Regions from separate parts of the Oryctolagus cuniculus genome. Here all the other regions are linked to region 3. The links are chromatin contacts, called in public Hi-C and Micro-C maps. All regions are on one chromosome and are shown on one strand. Each heading gives the region's core, a stretch centred on a gene start, on an enhancer-like site or on the middle of the called end of the contact. The rest is flanking DNA. Distances are from core to core; before and after follow the strand shown. Region 1 has its middle 95 kb from the start of TMCO5A. Region 2 has its middle 26 kb from the start of TMCO5A. Region 3 holds the start of SPRED1 (sprouty related EVH1 domain containing 1).

Region 1 (4,518 bases), core at 1,164-3,663, 180 kb before region 3:
TTTTATCAACAAACCAACCAACCCCCATTCACCTTTTAAACTTCTATTTCATCTTTACTACTATGTTTCCAATATGAGCACTACTTTGTCAACAAATCCTTATCCCTCTACTTGAGTACCAAAACCAAGACACAAGACTCCCTCTAGAAATACAGTTGAGTTCCTCCTCCCAACATGTCCAAGGTCTTAGCGGTAGTTTGAAAGGAGGCAACACTGCTGACTTGAGTCACGCAGTTGCCTAAATGTGATCCCCACTGCCCTGGGGATCAGGCTCAACACAGGGTCATGATCCCATGTACCAGTTTAGGCTCAAAAAGGTCCAAATGCTCAACACCCCACAAGAGTGCCTGGTGGAGCTGGACCCTTACTCGTGGCTCCCCTTTGAGTCTCTAAATAGCTACTGAGAGCCTTCTGCAGAGGCTGGAGTCAGCAAGACGCAGGTCTTGCCCTCCCTTTGAGGGACAAGGAATGTTAAAGGTCTAGGACACACAGTGATAAAGAGGATGACCTGGGAGCTGGGGCAGACTGCACACAGTGGCAGGAAACCAGACCTAAACCTTCAGACACCCAAGGCACTGGGAAGACCAGGGGTGTTTGCACATGTGTGCGTGCCCACAGACTATATGCACCCTACAGCGTGCTCTCCCAGTCAGGGGAGTCCTGCCTTAAACTGTGTCTTCTGGTTCAGATGGGGGTTTGCGGAGGAGAGGGTTGGAGAGTCAGAGATGAGCAATCCTGGGGACCACTGAGTATGTGAAGGTGTGCAGGGAAGAGGCAGCCTGGCCGGGGGGGAGGGTGGGTGGGGTGCTGCTGCCGCTGGGAGATACCGCAGGGGAGGCTGCAAGTGTCTTGGAGGACCCAGCCAGGCAAATTTTGTTGGTCACCCTAAGAGCTTGGAGTTTACCAAGAGCAGGTCACTAGGAGTCTACTGCAAGCAGCAGAGGGAGGGACACACCCTGACAGGGTCAGTGTCCAAATCCCGGATTCGTCCCATCCCATTCATTCCCACTGCTGGTGTTAGGCACGGCTGAGCTGGGGGCAGAGTTCAAAAGTTCTGAAGAGCAAGAAGGAAATGGGTTCGTGTCCTCAGTGAACCAGGACACACCAGAGCCTCTCCCGCTGCTGTCCTTGCTCCCAGGAGCACAGGCTGAGGCCTGGGCTGCGCGACGCAATAGCCCAGGGAGGTCGCACAATGGTGAGCCTTTTTCTTTCTTTGTCTTTTGAGATGAAGTCCGCAGAACACAAACTTAACCATTCTAACGTGAACCACCCAATGGTATACAACTTCTACTTAGACCTACTTGTAAAACATTTCGAGTCCCCGACCCCTTCAGCAGTCACTCCCTCTTGCCGCCTTCTCCTGAGGCCCTTCCCCAACAACCATACACCAGATACAGGCAATCACTAATCTTTATTTCTGTCTCTTTACATTGACCTGGATATTTTTTTAAAGATTTTGGTTAAAGTCAGAGTTACACAGAGAGGAGAGGCACAGAGAGACAGAGAGAGAGAGAGAGAGGGGTCTTCCATCCAATGGTTCACTCCCCAATTGGCCGCAATGGCCAGAACTGCGACGATCTGAAGCCAGGAGCCAGGAGCTTCTTCCAGTTCCCCCACATGGGTGCAGGGACCCAAGGAATTGGGCCATCTTCTGCTCTCCCAGGCCACAGCAGAGAGCTGGATCAGAAGAGGAGCATCCGGGACTAGAACCAGCACCCATATGGGATGCCGGTGCTTCAGGCCAGGGCATTAACCCGCTGCACCACAACGCTGGCCCCTTCTATAAATGGTATCATACAATTTGAAGACAAAAAAACTGTGGAAAGCACATTCTTTTAAGGTTAAAATTAAACAGGTACATCTGACTTTTTTTTTTTTTTTTTTTTTTTTTTTTTTGGTGGCAGCAAACTCTGGGTGTTTGTCAAGCTTGACCTGGCTGCCCAGAAAATCCATACCTGTCCACAGAGGCCCTGGAGCCTCTGAGTGGCAAGCTACAAGCAGAAGAAAAATGGAGCAAATGAGCCACACAGCCCCAGCGCTTTGTTTCCAGAAGTCACACATGTGCATTTCCAGAATCTCAGAGGCTGGGCATGATGGGAAATAGGGGAAGAACGATGTGGTCCTGGGTGGGGCAGGGGAGGGAGGGAGAGCCATGGGCCTGAGTGGCTTGCTCTTGTTAAATTCCCCTATTGGGTCCGCGTACTGCCTCTTCACCGCCTACCAGGGTTTGCCTAACCTCATCCACATTGAAAAGTCTATGGAAAAACAGGAGGGCCTTTCAGGGGGAAACTCATTCATGTTTGGACTCGGGCAGACTCGGGAACCTTTAATAGCACTGCCATTACCCAGTGGCGCACACCGCAGAGCAGCCAGCACGCTCTCCCTCAACGGGCACAAAATTTCCTCTGGAATTTACAGAGCAGAAACCTTAAACACACATCGCCATAAGAACCAGGTTACATAATGTCTCCATCACCCTCCTGACAGCTACAATTATGAGTCAATCCCTGGTTTAAATATGAAACCGGAAGCTCCGTATTTCCCCTCTGACTATGTGGCAGGCTAAGTTGAGTTCTCCAGGCCTGTCAGTGTGGAGATCTGAGCTGCTCCCACAGTCACTAATTTAGCCTGAGCCCAAATGACGGGGTAATTAAAAGCAGGGCTGCAGAGGCCCACTCCAGGACCAGATGTTCTCCTTGTCTAACCGTTGCCCACATAAGGAACAGAAATAGTGCCCCCTCCCTAATTTTCCTTTTTCTTCACCCTCTCCAGCTAATTTCCTGCTTCTGATCTTTCAGTCCCGTGAACTAAAATAAAAATAAAAACTCTTACAGAAAGATGACATGTTATTGGACACATGACTGTAAGTTGCAATGTGCTCTTCCAGTCCCCTCTTTGTACTTCTTGAAGCATTCCAGCTCCTAAGACGCGAAGTTGCCCTGGCAACCTCACATGACTACAGCTCTGCAGAGCCCCACCCAAAGGCAAGAGCTCATTTAAGTCAACACAGGCCACCCCGGCACTTAGTAGCCCAAAGACTGAGTAAATAGCACTGCCTTTTGGTTTTTTAGGAGCCAAAGACTGGCTGAATGACGCAGCCCCTCCCCTTTTATTGCCCAAAACACAGGACAAATAAAAGTCTCCACCCTAACTTCCAGAGAACCCTGACTAAGAAGGCCATGGGTCATCTGGTAAATAAAGGAGAGGTCTTCTCTTCATTTTTCCGGCTGCTGGACAAACAACAGGCAGGAAAAAAGGGAAGTTGAGCTAAGAACGTACGCCTTCCCAACATGGATAAGCGGCATGTGCTGGTGCTCTTCTGATCTTATCAAATCGGATGAAGCGGCTTTGGCATTCCCCCGGGGATCTAGATTCTGATCACTCTCTCAGCTGCAGGCTTCCCTGGCATGGGCACACCAGAGGTCTCGAGGGCGATCTTGGGAATCAAAAGAACAGAAATCCAATTCTGTCGCTACAGTTCCTGACCACAGATAAGCCACTTTACTTCTCAGGGTAATTTCTTAATCTTCAGTTGAGAATGATAATCTCTATTTTCCTCTCTTCAGCTATCTGTCTCTGCAAACTCTACTGTCACCAACAACTCCCAGGCAGGCGGAATTCCAGGTTTTCAGATTAAAGGAGCTACCAAGTCATGAGGGTTTCCAGACAAATGGATATTATTCTTTAAAAAGCAAATCTACAATTATGATACATGATTGTTCACCTGGGATTTTTGACTTACCAATGTAACTAAACAAGAACCTTCTACTCCTGCTTCACCAATCCCTTCTGGCTCATGCATGATTTGCTAGAGTCCAGTGGATTGACCCAAGCCAAGGCCATCTAATGGCCAAGCTGAAACAAAGATAAAGCTGCATTAAAAAAAAAAAAATAACGTAAATTGGAAGGAGATAGAAGTACGCAACGACTGGAGAAAACACAAACTCTGAAAAGTGAGGGGCACTTCTGTTACTGTTGTATGATCTTTATGCTCTCCAAAGTCACCTTCTGTAGAGAATTATATTGTGGGTTATGTCCACCTGATTAAACAGGCAGGCATTAAGCAGTCTGAAAAAGTCACAACTCTCAAGGATTATGTCCACGTTAAGACAAAATGGTAGGCCGGCTCCGCGGCTCACTAGGCTAATCCTCCGCCTTGCGGCGCCGGCACACCAGGTTCTAGTCCCAGTCGGGGCGCCGGATTCTGTCCCGGTTGCCCCTCTTCCAGGCCAGCTCTCTACTGTGGCCAGGGAGTGCAGTGGAGGATGGCCCAAGTGCTTGGGCTCTGCACCCCATGGGAGACCAGGAGAAGCACCTGGCTCCTGCTTTTGGATCAGCGCGGTACACTGGCCACAGCGCGCTGGCCATGGCGGCCATTGGAGGGTGAACCAACGGCAATGGAAGACCTTTCTCTCTGTCTCTCTCTCTCACTGTCCACTCTGCCTGTCAAAAAAAAAAAGACAAAATGGTGACCAGAATGACAGCCAAACATGGTAAACAACCAGTTGTAAGGAACTA
Region 2 (3,965 bases), core at 599-3,098, 250 kb before region 3:
GTGCTGTGAAGATGGTGCAGCAATGACTGTCCCCCATCTGCACCTCCAAGATCAGAAGAAGCAATTACTGCTCAAAACACAGATCTCCAACTTTCAAGACGAGCTCGCATAAGAGATCCGTGCATGTTGCCTGGCCCTGGGGCTGAGGGTGGAAGATGGGCATCTGCCACTGTGCTAAGAACTAAAATTATCCACAATTTACTGGTCCACGCCTTCCTCTGGAAACTGTAAGCCTTCAAATAGACTTCAGAGTTCCAAAAGTTGCATCAGACAGATTCTGACAATTCTATTGTTTACCTGGGTGTGGAGACAGATTCCTGGGGCTTCCTACTCTGCCGCCTTCCCAACCCTAACTCAGGACAGAAGTTAGAATCTTCTACAGTGCAAGGGTCTACTGCCAGTGTCTCCCAGCTGGAGGGTGAGGGAATTAACAGAATTACTCAGATTACCCAGTGACAGAGAAAGGGAGTCCTCCAGTGAAAGAGTGGTGATACCAGTGGCATTCGAGAGGCTCCCACACCTTCATTAGCAGGTTTCCAAATTAAAATAGGTATAACAAAAAAAAAAGAGCAATGGAATATCCAGCTCAGAGAGTAAGGAGATATAGAGGAGAAGAGGCATGGCAAGATTTTCTCATGGCTAGTACAAAGACAGCAGTCATAATTTCCCTGAGTTGGAGTTCTAGTGTTCCCATGGGTTTTTTTTGTTATGGTGTCCCTACTCTCAGGAATGTCAAGGGGGCAGTTAAATTGCCCAATGCCAAAAAGTTACTAAATATAGGACTTGGTAATCATTGTAATTAATTGCATTTTGTTTCATTCAGTCTCTCAGATTCCCACTGCTTGAGAATCTTTGGGATCCTAAATCTGTTTACCATGTCAGCTGGCCCTCCCAGCTTCCTGTCACTTAAGGGCAATAAATGACCTTCTACAGAAGGAGGTGATTGTAGTCCCAAAAAAGTCCCTCCAGATGGTCATCAGTCCACACTCAAGGAGCTCTCTCCACCTGAATTCCCAATATGTTAATGCTGATGGTTGTGGGAAGCAGGCCAGGGACAGGAAGGCCTCAAGGGGATGTATAAAGACATTCGTCACTGTGGGAGTGAGAACTCTTCTGTCTCCCACCACTCTAATAACTCTCCAAAGGGAGCAAATGTGAGCACACCTTGTCAGGTTTCTACAATTAAGCTTACCGTTCTAAGAGCTGGTAGACCTGTTTACAGTTAGGGTGTTATATGAAGGAAAGAACAGGACTAGAAGAGTAGTTGTGAAATGTTAAGTGGTGCTAGCTTTTTTTTTTTTTTTTTTTTTGAGAGGCAGAGTGGACAGTGAGAGAGAGAGACAGAGAGAAAGGTCTTCCTTTGCCGTTGGTTCACCCTCCAATGGCCGCCGCAGCCAGCGGACCGCGCTGATCCGAAGCCAGGAGCCAGGTGCTTCTCCTGGTCTCCCATGCGGGTGCAGGGCCCAAGCACCTGGGCCATCCTCCACTGCACTCCTGGGCCACAGCAGAGAGCTGGCCTGGAAGAGGGGCAACCGGGACAGAATCCAGTGCCCCGACCGGGACTAGAACCCGTGTGCCGGCACCGCAAGGTGGAGGATTAGCCTAATGAGCCGCAGCGCCGGCCAATGTGCTAGGTCTTTATAAACAGCTTTCACTACCTCCACGTACTGGAGCTGACTCCCAACGCCCGTGTTCTAAGCATTCTGGAAGTGAGGGGGAAAAAAAAACCTGCAAAAGGAGAGGGACTAGCCTCACTCAGCTCCAAGAATCTGGGTGCCAACTGCACAGGAAAAATTACTCTGGAGCCAAAAATCTTTATCCTATCTGCACCAGTCTCCTACCATGAGCTTATGATCTAAAAGTACAGTCAATAGGGCTTCTCTTTATTTTCCCACCCTTTTGTCTTCATTATGACTCCATAAGTGACAGAAAAAACCTTTATCTCCTGTTTCCAGTCCATGGGAGACAGACCACGTGGTTTGTAAAATTCTTTTGACTCTGTAACCAGATGTTACTTTTCCCCTACTGTAACCTGTGTTTTCTTTAGCCAGTAAAGGTCAGAAAGTCCCCTCAGTAGCAGACACTGGTATTTCTCAGAGTCCAAATTGGTAGCTTTCTCTTGAGAGTCCAGTGGCTAATTCCAAACAATACGCTCCATCTGGTAAAAGCTGCTCTGTGAATCTTCCGCTGTCACTTGCCTGCAGCTTGGTCAGCCATTCTGTAGAAGTGCACAATCCTTGGGAGCCCAGCAGTTTATGACACTGCCGAAAATATTATTTTTATCACTGGGCTGCTCTGCGATGACTCAGAACAGAGTTAAGAAACAGATGAGAAGATAGCAAAACTGTCTCCAGAGGCATGGAGCACGGGCTGTTACGCAACCTGAAGAACCGCCATCTGCGCTTCAGCCACATGGTGGTGCTCGCCTCCAAACTATTGCCCTTCTCATTATTCCAAGACTACTTTCTTCTCAGAAATGGAAAATCTCTACACTACACTTTGGTCAAGACATCACTCTTCTAAGGGAAAATTTATTCTGCACATAAGCACCAAAAAGAAATGGGTTTTTCCCTGCCCTCACCCCACTTCTCAGGGCGAATAGAAGGAGCCAAATCACCTTTCTGTTATTTAACTCACTGATTCGATCTTTTCAACCCTGGGGCAAAAGAGTGACTCATGCTAGACACTTGGACGTGTGCAATCTTGGCACAGAATCTAATTACGCCTGGGAGGGAGCTGGGTGGCTTGATGGGGCTCGGGGTGGGGCAGGGGGTTCTTCAACTACTGATCTCAGGGCCTTGTTAAGTGCTGCCTGGAACCCAAGATGGAAGCAGCAGATATTTCACTGGTGTTGGCTGCCCTGGCTAATGGGCAGGGAAGACCAGAAAGTAGTTTTGAGCTTTAAAACCCCAAAATAAGCTCTCCCCCTGTCAATATGAGCAAGTTGAACCAGCTGTCTAAATTATGCAATCTAAATCTTTTGTTTAAATGTTTAAATTTAGGAGGAATATTGTTAAGAATGCTAAATAGGGCTTAGGCAACATAGAAGATTCCAAATGCATCCAATTACCGGGTAAATACACAATTTTTTTTTTAATGTGGTACCTGTCAACACCAAAAAGCACTCTCAACCTGAGAAAAAGAAAGCTAACAGAAGTCCTTTAGTGATTCTCTTGTCTAAGAACTAATACTAACACTAATACCACTACTAATACCAATAACAGCATGACCATGAGCTCAGTGTGTCTGCAGGGCTGGGCCCAAACACTGACAGCTTGATGGCACCTATGATTTGGAGCTGGCACAAGGTACCACTACCCATTATACAGAAATATTCCTCTATGGCCTGCCATGAGCTTTTGACCCTGTTATACCTTTAAAACCTCCAACTTTAGATAAAAGCTGCTACAAGCATATCCCTATAGCATTGATCTTAAAATACACAGCTTAACTGAGAAGGAAGAGAAGACCCAAAGAAAAATTCCCATTAGGAAGAATTTCATTAGGTTGGCTAATTTCCTCCCAGAAGGGAAGGAACTAGATCCTGAAAAGATAGCATTTAGAAAAACTAAGTGCCAATGAAAACCAAGGAGTTCAGCAGTCATAAGTTCTGGGGCCAAGGAATGACTTGGGGTACAAGCAAAACCGAATCTGAGGATTTCTCTGTTTATCCCACATCAGGCACAGCAAAGTGATAGCTCACGGACCCAGTTCAATACATGGCTGCACTTGTTCAACTCACACTGTGTTTTTAAAAATCTTTCATTTGTCAGAAACATTAAAAATCCCTAGAGGTATCATTTAAAAACCTAGGTTTGGGGCTTCTTTTTTAAAAATGGAAAGTTTTGTCACCACTGGATGGAATTCTCTCATGAGGACAATTACTCAAAACAGAACTAACAGCCAGCCGCAGAGTACAGGGTCATCCGTTTATAAGTCCACTCAGCCCATCACACTCAGTCTAT
Region 3 (4,591 bases), core at 1,298-3,797:
ATAACATGTGATTAGCAAGAACAAGTTCAAAAAGGCAAGTTGAGAAGTCTTTTCCGTTTATTCCAGATCACACACCCTCTCCACTGCACCCACCTTCACACCTCTCCCCCGTTACCCAACCCCAAAATCGCCCCTTCCTTTCTCTGAGGACGCAATTGCTAAGCCAGCTACATAAAGAAACCAGAAATCAAAGGATGGTCTTATGAGCATACTAACTTAATTCCTTCATTCACTCTTCAAACATCTATTCAGCACAGCCACATGAAAACACTGCTAACAGGCTAGTGCATCCACTCTGCTGGGAAATCGGCAATCCTGAAGCTTCCTGAAGATGGGTGGTAGGAGTGCTACATTTGGTACATTCTCCCACCTCTTCCTCAGGAACTCTTCTACTTCTTGCAGGAGGAGGAGCAGCAACCAGAGAACGAAGAAAAAGCACTGTGCACTGACTGAGCTAGACTGACACCTGGGGAGATGGGTCAGAAACTTGGGAGCGCTTGGAACTCAGTCCTCCAGGAAGGATCATGGGTAGGCTTTCTAGGTAGCGAATAGATAGAATTTGCAGGGCCAGGAGCTCCGAATTGTCTGGTTGGGCAGACCTAGGTCCAGGCTACAACTTGAGCAGGTTTCCGTGCAAACACCTTTTAAGATGAACGCATCATAAAGGTGGCAGCTGCTGATCCAATACTCTTTCTGCCTCTGCTCAGAGCAGTTGGTGCCACAGAGGCATCTCCTGCGCTATAGTTATGCAACCTCACTCGCAGCGGGAGTTATTTCCTGTGCTTCTGGCTGCGCCAGAACTCATGTAACACGCCTACCCTGGGCTTCAATGGAAGTCGTTCTCCATTAACAACCATTCCAGCTTTGGAAGATGAATGCCCTGCACAGCAAACCCCTTGCGCAGTAAGAATCCAGGCACTGGGAATTAAAACACACACACAAACACACACACACACACACACGTTGTGCACGCAGCTAGGGGACAGCAGCAGTGCAACCAGAGGGACAGCAGGCGGAGCTCTTTTTGCACAGTCCCTGCCGGTAAAACCCCCCACTAACTAAAGATGAACTCTTGCCAGCTCCATTCTTTGCAAGGAAGGCGCACACACACACACACACACACACACAGAAGAGGGCCCTCTAGAATTTCCTCCCGGAACACACTATCTTTCCAGTCCGCTCGATCCAGCCACCCGGAGAGTGCAAGCCGAGTAACGGGGAGCAAGCAGCGCGCTGCAACAATGCGCCCTCGCTCGCAGCTCCCCTCGCGGCTCCCACCCCCGCCCCCTCCGCGGCGTGCCAAGAGTTTGGAGCGCGCGCACGCACACTGAGCGCGGCGCATGGCGTATCCCTCCGCCTCCCTCCTCCTCCTCCTCCTCCTCCTCCTCCTCTCCCCGCCCGAGCGGCTCGACAACGATTTGGGAAATGAAGGGAGGAGGGGACTACTTTCCTGAAACTTGCTATGCTGCACACGACTTCGAGTTGCAGTGATTCGCCCGCAGGCCGCAGCTTCTCAGTCCTCCCCTCCACACCTCCTCAGAGCCCAGGCTGCCCAGCTCGGCAGCCCCGCCCTGCGCCTGCTCTAGCCCCGCGGGAAGCCAGCGACCGGGAGAAGTCGCGAGGGACTACTTCGCCTCCTTCTCCCGCGGGCGCCCCCGGTTCGGGCAGCGGCGGCGGCGGCGGCGGCGGCGGAAGGAGCGGGCGGCGTGAGCGCTTCCGCCGCCCCCCTCGCGGCTCCCCTCTAGCGGGCGTGAGGTGCTGGCCCGCGGAGCCGCCGGTGGGCACGGGCTGGCGGGGGACCTGCGGCTGCTCCGCTCCCCTCCCGCTGCTCCTTGGCGCCTTGTCCCCCTTCCTCCCCGGCGCCCGCCCGCCGGCTCGCTCCTCTCTGGCCCGGGTGGGAGCCACCGGCCCGCCTGCCCCTCGCCTCCCGCTCCCCGCCACCCCTCCTCCCCCTCAGGAGGAGTCCCGGCTGGAGCGTGTCTGGAGGAATCCGCCGCCGTGGGGCCCCTCGCCCGTTTCTGTGCGTGCCTGATCAGCAGCGACCCAGGCGCCGCCGGGGTCTGAGCGGCAGCCCAGAGCGGCGAGGCGGGAGATGGTGGGGTGGGCTCCGGCGGGACCGCGCCGCCGCCCGCAGCCTGGGCTCGGTACTCCCCCGCCGGCCCCCACCGGGCGCAGCTCTTCTTCCTCCTCGCCGCATCCCTGAGGGAAGCGCCGCCTCTGCTCCCGGCTTCTCCGCCCGCCCGCCCGCTCCTTCCTGGCCGGACCCCGCGGCGCTCCACCCCGGCGGCCGGAGGAGCAGCTCTCCAGTCAGCCTTTGCAGTCCCCTTACCTTCTTTTTTTTTTTTTTTTCCCCCACCCCTACCTCCCCTCCCCTGGCCGCCTCGGATCCTTCGGCTGGGCGCTGAGGCAGGGGAAGAGGCTGGGGTCGCCACGGAGAAGGTTGCTGCCGCCACCCCCCTGCGGGGGTGGCCGGGGTTCCCGGCTGGGGGGGCACCGTTCCGGGTGAGGCATCCACCATGGTGAGGCCCCTGAGCCGCTGCGCCCGCGCCCCCCCGGCCGCCGCTGCCTCCTGCCCCTCGGTGCTGCTGCTGCTGCCCCCCTGCCTGCTGTTGCTCCTCCATCTCCAGATCGGATCGCGTTGAGGGAAAGATGAGCGAGGAGACGGCGACTTCTGACAACGAGTAAGCGCCTCATTGATCTTGATTGCTAATCCCCCACTCCCCAGTCATTCGTCTGCACTGCCCCAGACCCCTCGAGACTCGGGCGCCCGAAAGCCTGCGCCCCTGGAGAGTTCGGTGCGTCTGCTTCTGGATGTAACTGATTTCTTGAGCCATTTTATTTCATGGCAGCAGCCCTCCGCTCTCCCTGCGTTAACTTGCTTTCTGTCGGGGAAGGGGATTCAGATTCAGTGTTGGGTTGGGATGGCAGTTGTACATCCCTGAGATGGAGTAAGCGGACGGATCGGGACAGTAGCAGTGACCCCTCCGCCTGGGAGACCCTTGGCCTGTCCTCTTTCGTTTTATCGTCAGCCAACATATCTTGAATATATCCATCGTGCTTCCTGTCTGGCTATTTCACTGGGAAACTGATGTGTGGGAGCACCTCCTGTAGCAAACTGCTCTTGAATCTTAATTCGATGAGTCAATGACTCTTAAATACCTATTAAGCCTTCACCCCACCCCCACTCCCCCTTTTAAACTTGTGACCTGTGAGATTCCTGTAAAAAAATGGGGTTAGGGAAACATTTTTGGACTTTAATAGGATTAAGGACTCCTGGGGTGTGGGGGATGTCGAGCTGTTATGTTTACTTTTGGGAATATTGGACGTGTCTTCATCAAGAACATTGAAGAATTTGGAGTTCTAATTTTTGTCCTTGGGTTGTGTTAAAATACTCCGGTTTCCGTTAATTGAACAGAATTTTACGTTGCTTAACATGTTGGTGACTTCATCAACTTCTAGAGCATTCTGGCTTAAGTTTTGCTTATTTTGGGATGTCCCCATGTTTTCCAAACTATTTGCCTTTTTAAACATTTGACTTTAACGTAACAGCTGCCTGGAGGAATAATGGTGTTGGGCACGGTTTTCTATGGAGAAGGGTTTTAATTCCGTGCAGGATGTTAGCATCCGTTTCCTTGTCATTCAGTTTAAGTTTTGTTTGTCTTTGGCGGGTTGGAAAGAGTTAAGTGAGTTCGGACTAGCCTTTAGGATGCATTCCTCTAAATAAAGTGCATTCCTCAAGTCAGACCTTTTTGAGAAAAAGCTTTAAAAGTCCAATGCCGAGGTCTGTCGTACATGCCAAGTAGCGTCTACCCCCAACCCCCAACCCCCAACCCGCTTTAAGAGCACAAGCTTCTGATGTGCGGGTGTAGAAGGAGGTAGATTGCTGCAGTGTCAGTGCAGCCTAGAAGCAGAAGTGGCCGCCATGTTCTCTCGCTTTTTGTGAATCGCCCTCATTTGCATAGCACAGTCTTCATTCATAAAAAAAATAATTAAACATCTATCACCTTGGACATCTTGAAAGAATTTCCCAAGGAAAAATTCGAAGCTTGTTTGTCTGTCTTCGTGTAGCTGTTTGAGTTCAGGAAATAAGGAGAATTTGAAGTTTCAGATTAAATTTAAAAAACATACGCACACATAAACAACTACCCCTGTTCTCAGAATGTTGACACGGTTATGTGGGAAATATCAGTTCGGGGAGGTGCTGGGATCACGTGATCGCCTCCATTCATAAAATACCTGGCTGTCCATTCACAGTGCAGTACACTGTCTCACTGCCTTCCGCAGATTAGACTTACTTTGAGGGAGATCAAGAAGTCTATCTAAGATAATACTTGGTTAAGAGAAAAGCTGCTGAAAATACTGAACGCAATGACAGTAACTTTTATTAATCTTGCATGCAAGTAGCTCAATTCAAAAATGTTAAGTTTTATTTTACAGATGAGAAGGGATTTATCAGTTTAGTTCCAAGTGTTGAATATTTCTTGTGGCTTCAGATAATTGGACAGCAAATGATGGAATGTGAATTGACACAGGTGCTAAAATATGGTTACTAAATGAGTCCTTTTCTTGTACTGGGCATGGGTGTATTGAG

What was found. A called contact is a pair of places that touch in the nucleus more often than the background predicts.
Region 1: a contact with region 3 is called in a Hi-C map of an unstated tissue, with 1.7 times the contacts expected there. The contact joins the enhancer-like site here to the promoter of SPRED1 in region 3. A contact is called at or near these places in 3 of 6 Hi-C or Micro-C datasets (ear pinna, skin fibroblasts and an unstated tissue).
Region 2: a Micro-C map of ear pinna shows a contact between it and region 3, with 4 times the contacts expected there. The contact joins the enhancer-like site here to the promoter of SPRED1 in region 3. A contact is called at or near these places in 3 of 6 Hi-C or Micro-C datasets (ear pinna, psoas muscle and an unstated tissue).

The regions. Positions count from the first base shown.
Region 1 is chr12:61,139,583-61,144,100 of mOryCun1.1, forward strand. No RefSeq gene overlaps it. Among named protein-coding and RNA genes, the nearest start is that of TMCO5A, 95 kb to the left of the region's middle. Within about 2 kb of position 2,414, at least 2 of the 8 cell types and tissues checked have an H3K27ac peak or open chromatin away from gene starts, as enhancers often do. A contact at or near this core is called in ear pinna, where this site is marked.
Region 2 is chr12:61,071,108-61,075,072 of mOryCun1.1, forward strand. No RefSeq gene overlaps it. Among named protein-coding and RNA genes, the nearest start is that of TMCO5A, 26 kb to the left of the region's middle. Within about 2 kb of position 1,849, at least 2 of the 8 cell types and tissues checked have an H3K27ac peak or open chromatin away from gene starts, as enhancers often do. A contact at or near this core is called in ear pinna, where this site is marked.
Region 3 is chr12:61,318,272-61,322,862 of mOryCun1.1, forward strand. It overlaps SPRED1 (sprouty related EVH1 domain containing 1), which reads left to right and starts at 2,548. Exons shown (of 7, transcript XM_008269229.4): 1 at 2,548-2,681. The coding sequence starts at 2,650.